2 separate regions of the Gasterosteus aculeatus genome follow, and region 2 is linked to region 1. The links are chromatin contacts, called in public Hi-C maps. All regions are on one chromosome and are shown on one strand. Each heading gives the region's core, a stretch centred on a gene start, on an enhancer-like site or on the middle of the called end of the contact. The rest is flanking DNA. Distances are from core to core; before and after follow the strand shown.

Evidence for each region. Hi-C and Micro-C count contacts between places; a contact is called where the count stands out from the background.
Region 2: a Hi-C map of skeletal muscle shows a contact between it and region 1, with 3 times the contacts expected there. The contact joins the promoter of glulb here to the enhancer-like site in region 1. A contact is called at or near these places in 4 of 6 Hi-C or Micro-C datasets (skeletal muscle, tail fin and whole body).

Annotation. Positions count from the first base shown.
Region 1 is chr8:4,768,886-4,772,850 of fGasAcu3.hap1.1, reverse strand. It overlaps LOC120823518 (pre-B-cell leukemia transcription factor 1), which reads left to right. Exons shown (of 8, transcript XM_040183566.2): 3 at 826-1,070; 4 at 1,988-2,178. Among protein-coding and RNA genes, the nearest start is that of med8, 21 kb to the right of the region's middle. Within about 2 kb of position 2,715, at least 2 of the 9 cell types and tissues checked have open chromatin away from gene starts, as enhancers often do.
Region 2 is chr8:4,856,519-4,860,056 of fGasAcu3.hap1.1, reverse strand. It overlaps glulb (glutamate-ammonia ligase (glutamine synthase) b), which reads right to left and starts at 1,529. Exons shown (of 7, transcript XM_040183567.2): 1 at 1,372-1,529; 2 at 827-1,007; 3 at 531-692; 4 at 300-446. The coding sequence starts at 992.

The DNA of each region.
Region 1 (3,965 bases), core at 1,466-3,965:
TTCCACAGTAGAAAATGGAAGGTGGGACTTGAGATTTTTCAAGAATGGCATGGGAGACCTCTAGTGGAAGGCAGCGGTATCCATCTACTAAAAGAGCGAGGAACATTTTGTTCATCAAGTCCCCTGTGTTAATCAAATGCATCTTTATTATACACAAAGTAACAAGTGTACTTCGCAGTTTGAAATCTATTCATTTTATGACGAAAGAAAGACATTTTATTGGAAATTTCTTCTCAAAAGATGAAAAAAGATGCTTAAGAAAATACAAACAAACAGCAAGCCCTCTGGCAGCTATAGAGTACCATTACAAATATGCTGTGATGATAATAGTAACAATTACGGGTATAATTAAAAGGGGAGCTACAAAGAAAACAAGTGGATTGTGGATCCAGCGGCACTGAGAAAGCAGGAGTGAGTGAAAGACGTCCATGATTTCAAAAATTCTTTACGTAAATCTTAATAACTAAATACGTTGCGTCTAAGGCTGCCACTTGAGATTATTTTCATTTCACGTTTTGAATTAATCGATTCATTAATTAAGTCCAAGGTGACATCTTCTAATGTCTTGCTTTTTGGACTAATAATGATGAACAAGAGAGGAAGGCATCAGGAATGCTTGAGGAATCATTTTAATTGTTGGAGGGTTGGATGAAATCATTGATTAATCGTGCCAGCTCTAATTGAATGAGCCATTCGGTCAATATTGCCGGGTGAATAACAACGTCGTACCCACACGCTCTCCGGCTGACAGCTTGTTACGGCGCGGCGCGGCCCCGTAGGTGTGACCTTTCCCGACTGACCTCGGACCTTTTGCTCTCCCTGCAGTGCTGAGCATCCGCGGCGCCCAGGAGGAGGAGCCGCCGGATCCCCAGCTCATGCGCCTGGACAACATGCTGCTGGCAGAGGGCGTGTCCGGTCCGGAGAAAGGCGGCGGCTCGGCGGCGGCGGCGGCCGCGGCGGCGGCCTCGGGCGGGGTCGGGGCGGACAACTCCACGGAGCACTCCGACTACAGGGCGAAGCTGACCCAGATCAGACAGATCTACCACACAGAGCTGGAGAAGTACGAGCAGGTGAGGACATATAGTAGGAATAATACTGATAAATAATACTGATACCATTGATACCACTTCATCTCGCCATTTTTGAAGCGTTGCACCCGCCAGAACAACAGCAACATGACTTGAACATTCTAGACTCCATGAAGTCGAGGGCCTCCACAGCCGAACGGAGCCTACTTGTTCCGTAATGTTAGACCCCCTTCGCCAAATAAATCCCAAACAAAAAGATCTGCTTGAATGTTAAGTGTGCCCCTCTCAGTAGGTGATGTTTCTCAGCCCAGGATGGTCCAGCATGTGCACTACGTTGTGCCTTTCCAAGTATACTCCTCAATGTCTGTTGGACTCGGAGGATGGAGGGGGAGTCGGGAGGGGGGAGGATGGAGGGGGAGTGGGGAGGGGGGAGGGGGGAGGCTTTCCTTCATAAGCAGCGCATTTATAACAATGGCGTCGCTTTCGGATGCATGCGAGTGAGACAGATGAACACGCAGATAGACAGGCACACACACAAAGCCTGACACGGCTTAAACCCGGAGAGGGAGAGCGACGGGGGGAGAGGAAATAAAGAAGAGGAGACATTACGAGACGCCGAGTCGCAGTGTAATATGGTGGCAGATTCACGCCTGGTGTCACACGCGCTGGGTGAATGAAAAACGTTGTATTCGTCTCTCAGGGCGGCTGTGCTGTGAGAGGGGAACTGCCGTCATTGGTTCCTCTCAACAAACTGCCATCTCCACTTCTGTTGAATATGAAATATATCAGCGCTTACATTCCCCCTTTACTCTGTGAGAAAGCGCGCCCCAGATCTGCGACTTTTAAATACTGTGTGCCATTGCCTGTGTGTGTGTTTCTGCAGCGGTGAATAAGATATGCAAAGTCTTACGGCGTACTTCCATTGACACGTTCCCTGTGCGTGTGTGTCCTCTCCACAGGCGTGTAACGAGTTCACCACCCACGTGATGAACCTGCTGCGGGAGCAGTCGCGCACGCGGCCGATTTCGCCCAAGGAGATCGAGCGCATGGTGAACATCATCCACCGCAAGTTCAGCTCCATCCAGATGCAGCTCAAGCAGAGCACCTGCGAGGCCGTCATGATCCTGCGCTCCCGCTTCCTCGATGCCAGGTGGGCTTTTTCCTCCTCCCCGTGTACGCCGCCGCCCGTGCCGTTGCGTGCCAAAGCCGCAGTCAGAGGCGCAAACAACCTCGCTCTTCCTAACAAACGGTTGCAAATCGTCGCGCGCCTCCCCTGCTCGGCCTGATATCCATACGAACGGGCGACGTAGGAGGCCTATCGGGCTGTAAACATGCTGTAATTGCGGCGCGCCTGCCGTTCTGCTGCTTACACACACGCCCGCACGCAGCGGCCTGGTTTGCGTCTATGGATGCCATTTGGACCAGCATACCCAGCGACGCCGGCCAATAAGAGTTCACCGCGTGCTCCACAGCGCTAACTATTTCCCTTTTTTAATGTAATCGCTTGTTCCTCTTGATGCGCGCTTTGGATTTGCATACATTTCTCCGAGGATAAATGTCACTCAAAAGTCTGAGTCGGAGGCATAACATTTAAATGAGGCTTGCGCTCCCTTACAAAGCCCCCTATCTATTCTCTTGCAAATGATTGTGGCGGCGCGGAGGGGAAGGGAGAGGAAGGGGAGAGCTTTCACTGGTTGAGAGGCACCGCCATGCTCGGCGCCGCTGATTAATCTACTGGCTGCTGGAGCTCACGCTGTGCACATTTGCATATTCTCAAGCAGGCTTTGGAGTGCGGGACAGAGATTTTAGCACAAATCTCCTCACCGGTGGATACATGCACAGAGATTTCACAGGGTTCCCCTGCAGCTTATGCAAAGCCCTCTTCAGATGTGGCACGTGCAGACATGACCTGATAGGTGCAGGAGATGGAGGGTCGGTCAACTCGTGGGCATCGGCATGTGATATCTGTCTGCCTTAAAAAGGTGTGTGTGCGTGTGTGTGTGTGTTGGGGTGGGGCTTTCACAGGGTTTATATGGAGAGTTGAAAAAAGCCGTGTTCCTGTGCTGCCTTGTATTTTGAGCTTGGGTGTAAAGATTTTACTTGGATCATCTGTGTGTTTGCTGTCAGGCTCAGTTAATCTGTGCCTTTGAAGTCAAAACAAGGCTCGCTTTAAAGCGGCTCTAATTATTATGTTTGCATTAACCATGAAACAAATTACAGCATTGTTTTGGTTTCATGGTTGCCTAATATTCCCTTTTCAAATGATGTCATTTGTCTGCCAGATGTGTGGATGCACAACTGTGTGCAAACCTGTTCGACACAACAACCTCATCGCACAGCTGCCACCAAGTGGCCAAAAAAAGGCTGCAGGGTTAATAAATAGAAAAGTACCAACCAACAACCACACAAAGAACTTAAAATTCTATAAACCTTTTCTGAATTTAAATAGTTAATTGTTGTTGAATTTAGAGCTGACTGACAACACATTTGAATCCAGACTTTATATTTATAAAGCCTAAACGTATAAACGTATTGACGTTTGATACGCAGCCTCACCAATAGCTGTTTTCATCATTACTTGATTCTTTATATATGTGATTGACTAATTGGCACAATCCTTTCAAATGTTACTTAGAGTAACAGTAGATTTTGAGCAGAATAGAACGGCCCCCCGTGTGTGCTCTTGTTGCTGCTGCCACTTCTTCTCAGTTGCTCATGAACAGATGTAGTGAAGCAGTTCTGGGCTCAATTGTCCTCTTGAGTGCTGACAAAGAGTCTCTGAAGAGCACATACATTGATAAGTTTCTAGTACTGGAGTAGTTTTCACAAAGCAAATCCTTTTCATCTAACACATGACTGGGGGAAGCCTAAAGTGAGTGCAGCATTTGAAGATTAGACCGCTATTAAGTCAACGCTTTAGTTAGAAAAGGCCTTTTT
Region 2 (3,538 bases), core at 280-2,779, 88 kb before region 1:
GGCAACGTGATCTCCAAAACCTGATTGTAATAATGTAATAATGTGTACGAAAATCTTGAACATACAAATTGGTAACAATACATAGGAACTGGCGGTGGTTAACCACGCCCCTTGAGTGAACAACATGGCGGACCATGTCGGATTCTTGAGTGAACGTCTCTCCACCATGTTGGATTTTTTGAGGGGGTTAGTGTTAGTATTGTATTCTTACAATTTAACATTGATTTATTGTTAAAAATGCAACAACACGTTTATTTTACATCGTTAGATCAGGCTGGCCGGGGAACCCCGACATTCACCTTGTGGACCAGGGAAGCCGTTGGAGGGCCAGCCGAAGGGATGTCCATCCGTGCCCAGGATGGTGTACTCCTGCTCCATGCCGAACCACGGGTGGTTATTCTCCACCATGCTCATGATCTGCTTACACGTGTGCCGCAGATTGGTCTCTGTTGGAACGACGGCAGGGATTAGCTGGAATCCGACACGGCTCAATTTGCGACGGTTTCCCGACGTGCTCGTCTCTGCTTTACCTGCAGGCTTGTGGTTGTACTTGAGCACCTCGCAGAGCACCAGCTTGTTGGGGTCTTTTCTGAACGGGTCCCTGAACATGGCGGCAGGGATCAAGTACATGTCGCTGTTGGAGCCCTCTGACTGGTACGTGCTGGAGCCATCAAAGTTCCACTCAGGAAGCTCTGTCCCAGACCAAATAACAACAACAAAACAACACCTGAAATCAATTGTGTACTCCAAAGTCTGAAAAAACATCAGGTTTCAGGGCACGGAGCGCACGTGGACGTGTGGATCATATTGGAGGGGCAGATCTTACCCTCAATTGTCTTGGGTTCAGAATCCAAAGTTCTGGTCTTGCAACGCAGTCCCTCTCCAGAACCGTCGATCCAGATGTACATGGCTTGGACCTTATCCCCCTGAGGGAGGTCCATGTACTGTTGCTTAACAGCTTTGTTCAGTTTAGAACTGGTTGAGGTGGCCATTGTGCTGACCAAAACCTGCAGAGGGAAGAGGACAGATTGTGAGCCTCCCCCAGTGTGGATACACTATACGTTTCATACATTCGTAAAATGGGCACAACCGGACAAAGAAAAGTTTCAACTTCAGTTTTTGCTGGCCAACAAGTCTTCTAATCATCGGGTCTGCTGACTTCTTATAAAACAACCAATAAGTCACAAAAGAAATGATAAAACAGTATTGATACTTTACGTGTGGTTAATATTAGTGTAAAGTCAACAACCAAAGCGATGGCGTACCATGTAGAAACAAAAGGAAAGTTGAAGCAGCACTCATAAAGAAATCAATTTCTCCTTCTAAGACCAAATCCAGTCCGCACAAGTGGAAAAGTCCGAAAGCTCTTACCTTGTCTGTTAAGTAAAGGAAAATATCAAAAGATTATACGAGCCTCTGGAACCGTGTTCTTTGTGAAGGTTTCTATTGTCTTTCATTCCTGCTTCACCTCCGCTTCCACGGCTGATTTATACTGCAGCCGCTGCTGCGCATCGGCGCCGCCTCTGATTGGCCGAAACTAGCACGTGACGAGTGCGTGACGCGCAGATACGCGAGGCCGAGAACCTTTCAAATCTCGCTTGGCTGATGATGATAAAAGGCTGATGTGATCAATTATGGGAAATCAAAGCGGATTACAGTGATTAAAGTTATCAGAACAATTTATCCTCAGAAGTTCAACTGTAAAATTATTCAATGTAAAATTTCAAATATTAACCGGATGAGTATTGGATGATGATGAGCCAACTCAGACTGAGTACTAGAATCTTGTGTGAATAAATCCTGTGTAAAAAAAAAACTTAAACTACTTTAAGTACAAATAGCCCTCAGCAAAAGTACCAAACATATTGTTTTATTTGGTGATCATCAAGGAGCTAATTTATGCAGGCAATATTTGACATTTCTTGGTAGCTGTTTTACCTTTTCATTTCAAATGCTTCTTTCACTTTTAGGTAGTTTAATCTACAGCCATACAATCTGTTCTGTAAACCCAATAATACATTTTGCATGTAACATCATGTAACATCAGTATCTGCTTTATAACCCCCAATTAAATGCTGTGGTGTAAAAAGCCCAATATTTGCTTCCAAAAATTCTCATTATGCAGCTGAATGACCTCCCAGTGATTGAATCTTTATTACTGATATATAAACGATATTTGATGGCTCATGGTGTAGTTGTTGGAGGTTCAGTTCATCTTAACTTCTCCATGTGAGCTGTAGAACGCGCAAATATGCATCATAAGTTGATCATTTATTTTGTATTTAATATAATAAAAGTAACTATAACTTAATTTTCTTCAACTTCAAATATGATGAAACACTCAAAGTTCATGCACCTCAGGGTGGATTAAATGTACAGTAAATTTCCACTTTGGTAACAAGATCCGATATTTGCTGTAACATGAACTCATGAAACCTTGTCTGAGATCTGGTCCTTTCTGACACTAAGCCGATTAGCGGCTCCGCTGAAACAAGTTTGTCCGTTTAGATCTGGTTGAACAACAGCGAGCTATCAAAAGTCGGCAAATGATCTTCAAGGTATGTCGTGACTCGGCAGCCTGGACAGCAACACAATACAGCGAGCAGAGCGGGTGTGAGGTTCGAACAAAGAGTCAAATTTCTGTCTGAGAACAACACAAGGCCTTTATAATCCAACTGAATTATGATTGTACAACTTTACCACTACTAAATACGTTAGGTTGAAATGTAAACACTACTGAACTGACAGCATATTTTACAATCTGTAATTTGACTCTATCTTTTGATGATATATAATATTAATAGGGGGGGGTATAAAGCATATACATTTAAATGTAGTCAGAGACAAATACCAAGTGGTCCTAAAACAACAAAAACAATTCAAAATGAGGTTGCTTGTGATATTATAACGATTGAAGCCTCTCTTTACAAGGCCATCCACCTATTTCTCTCACCACTTTTACATCACATGACTCCAGAATAAACAACCCAACAAAATGTACGCATCACTTTGCCTTGGAGGAAAACATGCACGCAGTGACGGAAAAGAAATCTCCTCATAAAAACAAGAGGCAGCGACGCCCAACAGCTCAATGCCCGTAAACTAAAAGCAGCAGGACGCCGGTTGGAGGCCTAAGATTATCCTTCCCTCACGGGGGCTGTGTAAAACTACTGGAAAACAGGCCCGGAGGAATCACTGCCGTCAAAGAAAAAAGAGTGTTCTGCTGCGTTCAATACCTGCAAGTTTGTCCGTTAGAACAGCTGGACTGTGTATTTATGAAGGTAAATGCATGATCAGCATAACACGGAGCAGTAATGCTGCACCTGAATGCTTAACAACATGTTTGCAGGGCCTCTTCCCGGTCTCGTGCAGTGGAGTCGCTCTGCTGAGTGGGACCATCTCACATAGAGAGAGACTCCGGCTCAAAGGCACCGAGGCAATGAGTGTACGTGGGAAAGGCCCCCCCCCGTAATGTGTGCACATGTACACTTCTTTCCAGGAAAAACAGGAACGAATGAGCTGCAGATCAAGTGATTTC